Linked DNA regions of Mus musculus: region 1 is linked to region 2. A link is a contact called in public promoter capture Hi-C data. All regions are on one chromosome and are shown on one strand. Each heading gives the region's core, a stretch centred on a gene start, on an enhancer-like site or on the middle of the called end of the contact. The rest is flanking DNA. Distances are from core to core; before and after follow the strand shown.

Evidence for each region. Promoter capture Hi-C pulls out the DNA fragments that hold promoters and counts their contacts.
Region 1: a contact with region 2 is called in a promoter capture Hi-C map of cranial neural crest. The contact joins the promoter of Slc26a1 here to the promoter of Dipk1a in region 2. A contact is called at or near these places in 6 of 39 promoter capture datasets (cranial neural crest, embryonic stem cells, frontonasal cranial neural crest and 1 more), 1 of 484 Hi-C or Micro-C datasets (embryonic stem cells), 2 of 115 datasets of contacts at active chromatin or transcription factors (astrocytes and embryonic stem cells) and 1 of 9 other capture datasets (embryonic stem cells).

The regions. Positions count from the first base shown.
Region 1 is chr5:108,673,489-108,677,717 of GRCm38.p6, reverse strand. It overlaps Slc26a1 (solute carrier family 26 (sulfate transporter), member 1), which reads left to right and starts at 2,353. Exons shown (of 3, transcript NM_174870.4): 1 at 2,353-2,479; 2 at 3,670-4,229. The coding sequence starts at 3,697. All of the region lies in intron 3 of Idua (iduronidase, alpha-L), which reads right to left.
Region 2 is chr5:107,984,498-107,988,332 of GRCm38.p6, reverse strand. It overlaps Dipk1a (divergent protein kinase domain 1A), which reads left to right and starts at 1,256. Exons shown (of 5, transcript NM_026062.4): 1 at 1,256-1,384. The coding sequence starts at 1,331.

The DNA of each region.
Region 1 (4,229 bases), core at 1,104-3,603, 690 kb before region 2:
TGCACTCAGAACGCTTGGGAGGGCTGAGGCAGACAAGAAAACGCGGTCTACAGACGCCTGACTATGCGGGATGCCAAGCGGGATGGGGGTGGTGCGTGTAGTGCGGAAACGCTTGGTGTCTCTCGGGAGAACCTGCTGAAGCTCCAGGAAGGCACAGAAATTCTGGTCTGGTCCTAAAGCCTGTCCGCCCCACCATTTTCCACTGTTGGGCCGGGTATGATGTTTTCTTCCCAAATAAAGAATGCAGTATTTAAATGGTGGACTTAGAGATAAAAGAAAAAAAAAATCACCGAGCTTCATAGGACCAAACAGACGTATGGGCCTCATACCCCTGCCCTGTGTGTGCAGCAGCGAGGCAAGGTGAGCACACTGGGGTGGGGCAGTGAGCCTGATCATACCCATTGCAGCGCCACCCTGAGTGCACAGAGCTGTAGAGGGAAAAGTAAAGCAGGGGCAAACTATGGAAGACATGACTTCATCTGCATTTCCATTTGCTGTGGACACTAACCAGGAGAGGTCTGTCCAATCCCTCCCACCCAGGGTGGAAGAAAGGGGTGGGGCCATCCCTACACTGTTTTCTTTCTGCTTTGAAATGAAGGTGAATACTCCCACCATGTCCTACAGCCCAGCACCTCTGTGTTTACAGGGCATCATTCCACAACTTCAGCTCTGCCATTCTCAAAGATGTAGCAACAGTACATTCCTCAGAGGCCCTTATGTGGGTAACTGGGTAAGTTATCATTATATGACACCCCAGTAGTTATCCCCAGACCACTAGAGGAGCCTGTTATCTGACACAAGAGATGTTCTGACTAACTCTGCCACACCCACTGGGTAACTGCTCCTGTAAGCCACCATTACCAACTGCTGTGCAAACGGTGGCTTCAGAGCTTGTTGTAAGGGAAAGAGGAGGTCCAGCCCTACAAAGGTAGGACAGAACAAGTTAAAACCCTGGGGCCCTAAATAGGCTCTTCTAGGAACAGGAGGCCTTCTTGGAGAGACAGGACAGCATCCAGGTGGGGTGCCTGAGAGCAAAGGTGGAGGAGTACCTACACCATAGAGCATCCAGCCCAGTGTCAGTCAGGCTTTCCACTCTGGCCTCTCCACTCACATTCCATTCCCATCTCACCCACAAGTGGGGCTGGGATCAGGCCCATGGCTGGCAGGAACTGGACAAGACCTGTCAATGTCCCAAAGAAGTGTCCAACCTGTGAACTGGAAGGAACTCTGAATTCTTATTGTCCCCTGACCTGGAAGAATGAAGTCTCAGGGTCCCAGATGGTTCTGTAAGACAATTGTTGATCCTAAACCCATTCTTAAGACCTTTGGGGATAAGAGGAGTAAAACACAGCTTCACTTTGCGCAGCCCCAAAGCAAACTGCCCACTGTGCTGGGGCCTATGGAGACAGCAGACCAGACTAGCTGGCCTTCTAGCCATAATGAAAAGAACTACCTCCATCATGGGAGAGCACCCGGAATACAGGAGCCCACAGAAGACAGCAAGACCGTTACACAAAACTACTTACTCTTAAACACAATGTGAGAAACTCATTGCTCACTACAAGATGTGGATCTGAGGGTTCTGACCAGCCTTACAGAATTTAGGGGCACGCCTCAAGTCTGAGATCTCTGGTTACTTAAGCTAATGTTAAAGGGACATTTAGCTCTAAGCTATTCTTACAAGGCAAGTCTCATGTCCTGCAGAGGTACGTGGGGGCCAAGTACCTCACCAGGATTACAGGGGGTCAGTACTAAGGAGGGGAGGGAAGGAAGGGGGATGAAGCTGAGGGCAATCTAGAATCCCTGCTGCAAGGGAGGAACACACCTATTTTGATGCCGACAGGCTGTGCACAACACAGGTGTGTGTTCACTCACAAGTATGTACACATACAACAGTAGCCTTGCGCATGCACTGCCCTCGGGAACATGGAACAGGGCCTGAGCTTCAGCTTACTCCAGCCAGAACAGTCTCCATGATGGTGGAAAGAAGATAACCAGCATCTGGGGAGGCGGAGTCAGCTGTATTTGACCCCAGAATCTCATGATTTCACGCAGTTCCTCTGGGGCCTCACACTCAAGTAACCTGCCTCAGCCACTCCTGTCTCCACCTCCTCTTCCTCATAACAAGACAGAAGCGGCTGCACCTGGAGCACCCACCCCTCTGTAAAGGGGAGTTTATCTCATGCCCACATAACCGTAATTACTTGTGAGCCTCTGATTATAGTACAACTTGCTGGATTAGCTCACCGGATTAGCAGCTCAGGTAACATTCATTTGACTGGGAAAACCCATGACTCAGCTATCTTTTGGGTAAATAATTTAACAGTGAGCCCAGCGGAGTATTCTCCACAGATCAGCCTCAGAGGTGCCTGCCAACCAGCTCTCTGTCTGTTAAGCCAGAGTGATTGGAGGATCAGCCCACCAGCAAACTGCTGCCCCTGGATATTGCAAAGCCTTCAGAGCCGGCCAGGTGCCCCAGGTAAGAACTGTCCCTTGTACCCATACAACAGGACCCAGAAAAGGTGGCTTAATGGGCAGAAATAGGAACCTAGATTGCCATTTCTCTGGGGATTGTTCAGATACAAGGCAGGTGATACTTATAGTCCTTCCTCCACACATCTGAGCCCCTAGACACTTGGGGTGAGCCTCAGAGTGTTCAATGACCCTTATGTATCATTGTTTTTATAATGTTACTCAAGAGCTAGAATGCCTGCTAGACAACCACCCTACCAGGGAAGCTGCTATCCCAGTACCCAGGCCAAGCACAATTGGCTCCAACAGTCACCACCATGTCCTGGGTTGCAAGAGAACAGAGAGTGTTTGATTAATATTACAAACAAGCACTTTGGAACCTGTAAACAGGACCAAGGCCATCACGTGGTCAGCACAGCCTGAGAATTTTTCAGTACCACAGCAAGGTCAGAAGGGGCTAGGACAGCCAGGCCAAAGGTGGACATCTGTGAAGCAGTGTGCTTGTTCGGTGTACTTGAGCCTCTGAGAAGAGATTCAGCACTTGGCATAATGGGCACACTGGTTCCACAGCACACTAGTGCCTGGTGAGACACATTCTAAACTCATGAAGAAGGCTATCAGAGACCAAGGGCCCTAGCACACACAATATACAAGGTCTTCTGCCAACCTCCAGGTCCATGGTGTTCACAGGAGAACAGGTGATGGCTTGTGAGAACTCATGTAGAAGTTGGGTGTCTGGCAGAGACCCTTGCCAGACTGGGTGGGTGGGTGGGTGGGTGGGTGGGTGGGAAGAGGTTGGAGTTCAAGTTCAAGATGCATCTGCCTCTACTGTCATTGTGGCTTGGGCATATGTGGGCTGGTGGAGGCCTAGTCTAGCCCTTGTAGGTGATCTTCAGAATGCTTTAGACAGCAGACTTCACATAGGGGCTGAGTTAAGTAGACCACAGAGCACTGCTGGGGTTGAAGCTAGGTCAAATGTCTCCCTGAGGCATGCTGCTGCCATAAACACCTCTCACAATAAAACTAGCATCTTGGAGCTCAAGGCCTTATATTCACCCACACAGAAGTACAACCTCACGTCAGTAGGACAGGCTCTGATATCTGATGTCTGTGTTTGGGTGGACAAAAACTCACTGTGAAGCTGGCTCCTGGGCTCTGAGGGCCTAGACACCTAACCATGCCCATTCCCCCTTGCAGATAAGCCAAAGAGCCTGGTGTGACAGGATGGATGCTTCTCCTGAGCCCCAACAGAAGGGTGGGACACTGGTACTGGTCCGACGGCAGCCCCCTGTGTCCCAGGGCTTGCTGGAAACACTGAAGGCCAGGCTGAAGAAGAGCTGCACCTGCAGTATGCCATGTGCTCAGGCTCTGGTGCAGGGTCTGTTTCCTGCCATACACTGGCTGCCCCAGTACCGCCTTAAGGAATACCTAGCAGGTGATGTCATGTCAGGATTGGTCATTGGCATTATCCTGGTGCCACAGGCCATAGCCTACTCACTGCTGGCTGGGTTACAACCCATCTATAGCCTCTACACTTCCTTCTTTGCCAACCTGATCTACTTCCTCATGGGCACCTCCCGCCATGTTAATGTGGGCATCTTCAGCCTGCTGTGTCTCATGGTGGGTCAGGTGGTGGACAGAGAACTCCAGTTGGCTGGCTTTGACCCTTCCCAGGATTCTCTAGGGCCCAAGAACAATGACAGCACCCTCAACAACTCAGCTACAACACTGATCATTGGGCTACAGGACTGCAGACG
Region 2 (3,835 bases), core at 7-2,506:
ACAGTGTACTTACATATAATAAGTAATAAATAAATCTTTAAAAAAACAAAAAACAAAAAAACAACTAAAGGAAACCGGTAGGATCCGTCCTTTCCTCCTTCTTCCTTCCCTCCCTTTGTCTGTCTTTGTCTTAAGTAGCTCCGGTTGGCCAAGTGCTGGAATTACAGGCATGAGTCACCATGCCCAGCTCATATTTACTTTTACTTTAGAAATTACTGAAGTCATTTAATTAAAAGTGAAAGTCAGTGGCTCATGCACTTCTTTGCGAGTAACAAAATATTATCCAGGTTAAAGACCTGTTTCCAGAAACTGAAAGCACTAGAAACATAAAGTACGGCATAGCAAGGGAAAAAAATGAAGTAGGACCTGCATCTCCCTGCATTGAAGTCACTCAGATCAATAGCTGTACTCCTCCCAGGGTGGCCCCTTCTCCCTTATTTGGCCATCAGTGTCAACAGAAGAAAGCAACGCCTTGAGGTGTATAGCCTTAACTGAGCTGCTCTGCTATATCCTAGAAGGTCTCCTGCCTTCACTGTATTTATCCGGCATTTATTTATTTAATTATGTATTTAACGTGTGAATCATGATTCTGTGGTAGAGGCAAGAAAACTCTGAGGCTGTTTTGCAAACAATGCAAACTTCAAAAAGTCGAAATGGTAAAAAAGAAAGAAAAAGAAATAAAAGAAAAAAATTGCATTAAATTTAAGGTACGCAAAGAGGCGAAGTGTCTGGAAGGCCACGCAGAACTGAGCGGGAAGGAGTCCCTTCCTCCCCTAGATAGCGGTGGTCGCGTCTCCGGAGAGCCTCCTTTCCCTGGAGAGGATCTATGAGTTAGTTGGTCGCCTAGGATGCAGCTCTAAGCATCCACAGAATTTCCGTGCAATCCGCTCGCACAGGTCCAGAGCGCGGACGGCGGGACTCCGCGCGTGAAGCCGCAAGCCTCACAGTGAAGTGGGCGCTCCACGGAGCCCACGTTTTGCGCACCCCCGTGCTGCTCGCACCCGCCTCGGCCGTACCCCTCCCCCGTCCGCGCCTCCCCTTTAAGCACGGAGGCGCAGGCGGATTTGTGTCGGCGGACGCGAGGCTCGACTCCCCTTTATGGCGGAGCCCCGCGCCCGCGCCTTGACGACCGCCGCGGCTGGCGGTGGGGGTGGGGTTCTGCGCGCGGAGCCGGCCTCCGCTACCCGCCGCCCTCGCCGCAGCGCGGCCCCGGGGAGCGCGCGCCGGGGGCGGGCCGTGGGCGGGCCGGCGGGGCAGGGGCGGGGAGGCCGGCGGGCGGCCGCGCTCGGGTCCGCCTCCGACTGCGGCGCGGCGGGGCGATGTGAGTGCCATGGCGAGGAGTCTCTGCGCGGGGGCCTGGCTGAGGAAACCCCATTACCTCCAGGTAGGCCGGCCGCGGCCCCGCCACGCGCCCTCCGCTCCGCGCCACGCGGGACTCAGCGCCCCGTCCTCCCTCCGTGCGCGCCCCGCCGCCTCCTGCGGACCGGCACCTGGCGGCGCGCCCTCCCAGCCCTGGTCCCGCTCCTCGGGCGCCGCCCCAGCCCTGAGCCCCTCTGAGTCCCGGCCCCGGACGCGCCGCGGTCCCTCCTCTGCGTGCTCTCCCGCTTTCCCCAAGGGCCCCCCCTCGACCTGCCATTCCTGACTCTGTGTCTGGGGTAGGAAAGGGTGGTGTGTCATTCCTCCATGCTCCACAGAATCGTGACCGATTGTCATACCAGTGGTTCCCCAAGTCCCAGCCAGTAGCTGTGCCTCGTGCAGATCCCCTGGGTTTGGTGTTCTCATCACATCTCTGGTTTAAATGGGAGGGAGGAGTAGGCAAGCTCGATCGAGGCGATGCTTTTGCAAAAAGGGGATGGTGACCGTTGTACGGCTCTTCACTCAGCCCGCCAGCAGTGCGAACGCAATTCACAGTCACGTCGTGTGTACTGTTGCCGTGTTAATTTTTCATGATTTTCTGTTCCGCTGTCAGTAGGCTTTAGAACCCTCCTGCTGCTTTGGTGCACTGTTTGGTCACCAGGGGGACCTAGTAGACGTCGTGAGTAGCTGAGCACAAATCCATAGCTCGGATGGAAAAACAACTACAAATCAATGCCTCACACATTGGCAGTATTGTTATATGTCTCTAGAGGACACTGCTTACATTAAAAGGCCTGACGACATGGGACGTGTATTTAGGTCAGTTGTTGGTGTGCTTCTTATGAGTATGGAAAAAAAAGAAAAAGTTGAGGAGAAACCGTTACTGTCCAAATAAATCTTATATTTTAATTTGAAATTTGCAAGTGTAAGTCATTACATCGAAACGAGAGAAACCCAGATTGAGAGACTGACTTGACAACTCATGGTTTTAAGGGTGTAAAACTGAATGTTTGTAGCAGCGCCACCAGAAATAGTTGTGCCTTGAGTACCAGTATTAGAACCTAGTCTAGCATTCCACCCCTCCAGGTTAAAGTATTTGGGCATGTTTAAAATCTTTGAACTTAAACTACTTAGCTTTCTATTATTAATTTTTGGAGTTGGTAGAGCTTTAGGCTTTAGTTTTGGCTTTAAATGTTTTCCACAGATGTGAATGCAATCTTTGGCGCTATAACTGTACAAAGGTTTTCTGATGTGGTTAAGGTTAGAAATTAAGAGTTCTGGATTCAATCCCCGACACCACGCAAACAAAATTAGTTTTACAAATAGTTATGCTTACATTAATGACAAACACTTAGTGTGTTTCTTACTTTTCTGAATTTGCATCGTTATCAATGATGAAATTAGGGTAAGCTTGCTAGTGGGCTAATATTAAGATTATTAATTTTTAAAAATGTTTAAACTATTTAAATACCAGCACTTGGGAATCAGGCCTCTGAGTTTGAGGCCAGCATAGTCTACATAACAAGTTCGAGATTAGTGACGACTACATAGAGAAATTTTGTCTCAAAAAAATTTAAAGGTAAACTTAAGATTTAAAGGACAAGTTCTCATGTGACACAGATTGACTTAGAACTCTCGAGGTAGCTAAGGATAACCTTGAATTTCTGATCCTCTTGCTTTTAAGAGCTTGTGATTGCAAGGGTATGAATGAATGGCACAGTTGAGAGTCCAGTGTTTTCCCCAGGAGCTTCCTCCCATCGAAATCTCCAAATAGGCCAGGGAGTCCCAGGAATCCCCCTGTCTCCACTTAGTCAGGTCTGAGATTGCAAGGATGTGCAAATCTGGACGCCAAGTGCTTGGAGAGCAAGACCTTTACAGACTGAGCTAACTCTGTAGCCGCCTCCTCTTCCTCTTCCTCCTCCTCCTCCCCCTCCTCCTCTTCCTCCTCCTCCTCCTCCTTCTTCTTCTTCATAGATCATGCTTAGCATTAACTTAGTATTAGCTAAATTTGATTTGTCATGGAGAGGGTTTCTTGTGCACTGTCTTTTGGCAAAAGAAAATAAAAAAACTTTAACAGCCTGTGTATGTTAGAACACACACACACACACACACACACACACACACACACACACACTTTTTGAGACCAAGTCCCAGTCTTGCACAGGCTGGCCTTGAATTCCCAATCTTCCTGTTTCTGATCTTCCTGTTTCTACCTCCCTAGTGCAGGGTTTACAAGTGTGCCCAGTATACAGTGCTTCAGGGAAACTAGTTCTTACACTTTGTTTTGAGGGAATACAGATACCCGTTTTGAGGGGGTTTTGTTTTTACTTTTGTGTTCTTTTGAGATAAGGTCTTGCTATGTATTGTGCTGGCTGGCTTGTACTGGATATGTATATAGGTTAACCTCAGACTCATGGTGGACCCTCTGTCATAGCCTCTCAAGTGCTGGGATAACAGGCATGCCCAGCCACACCTGCAG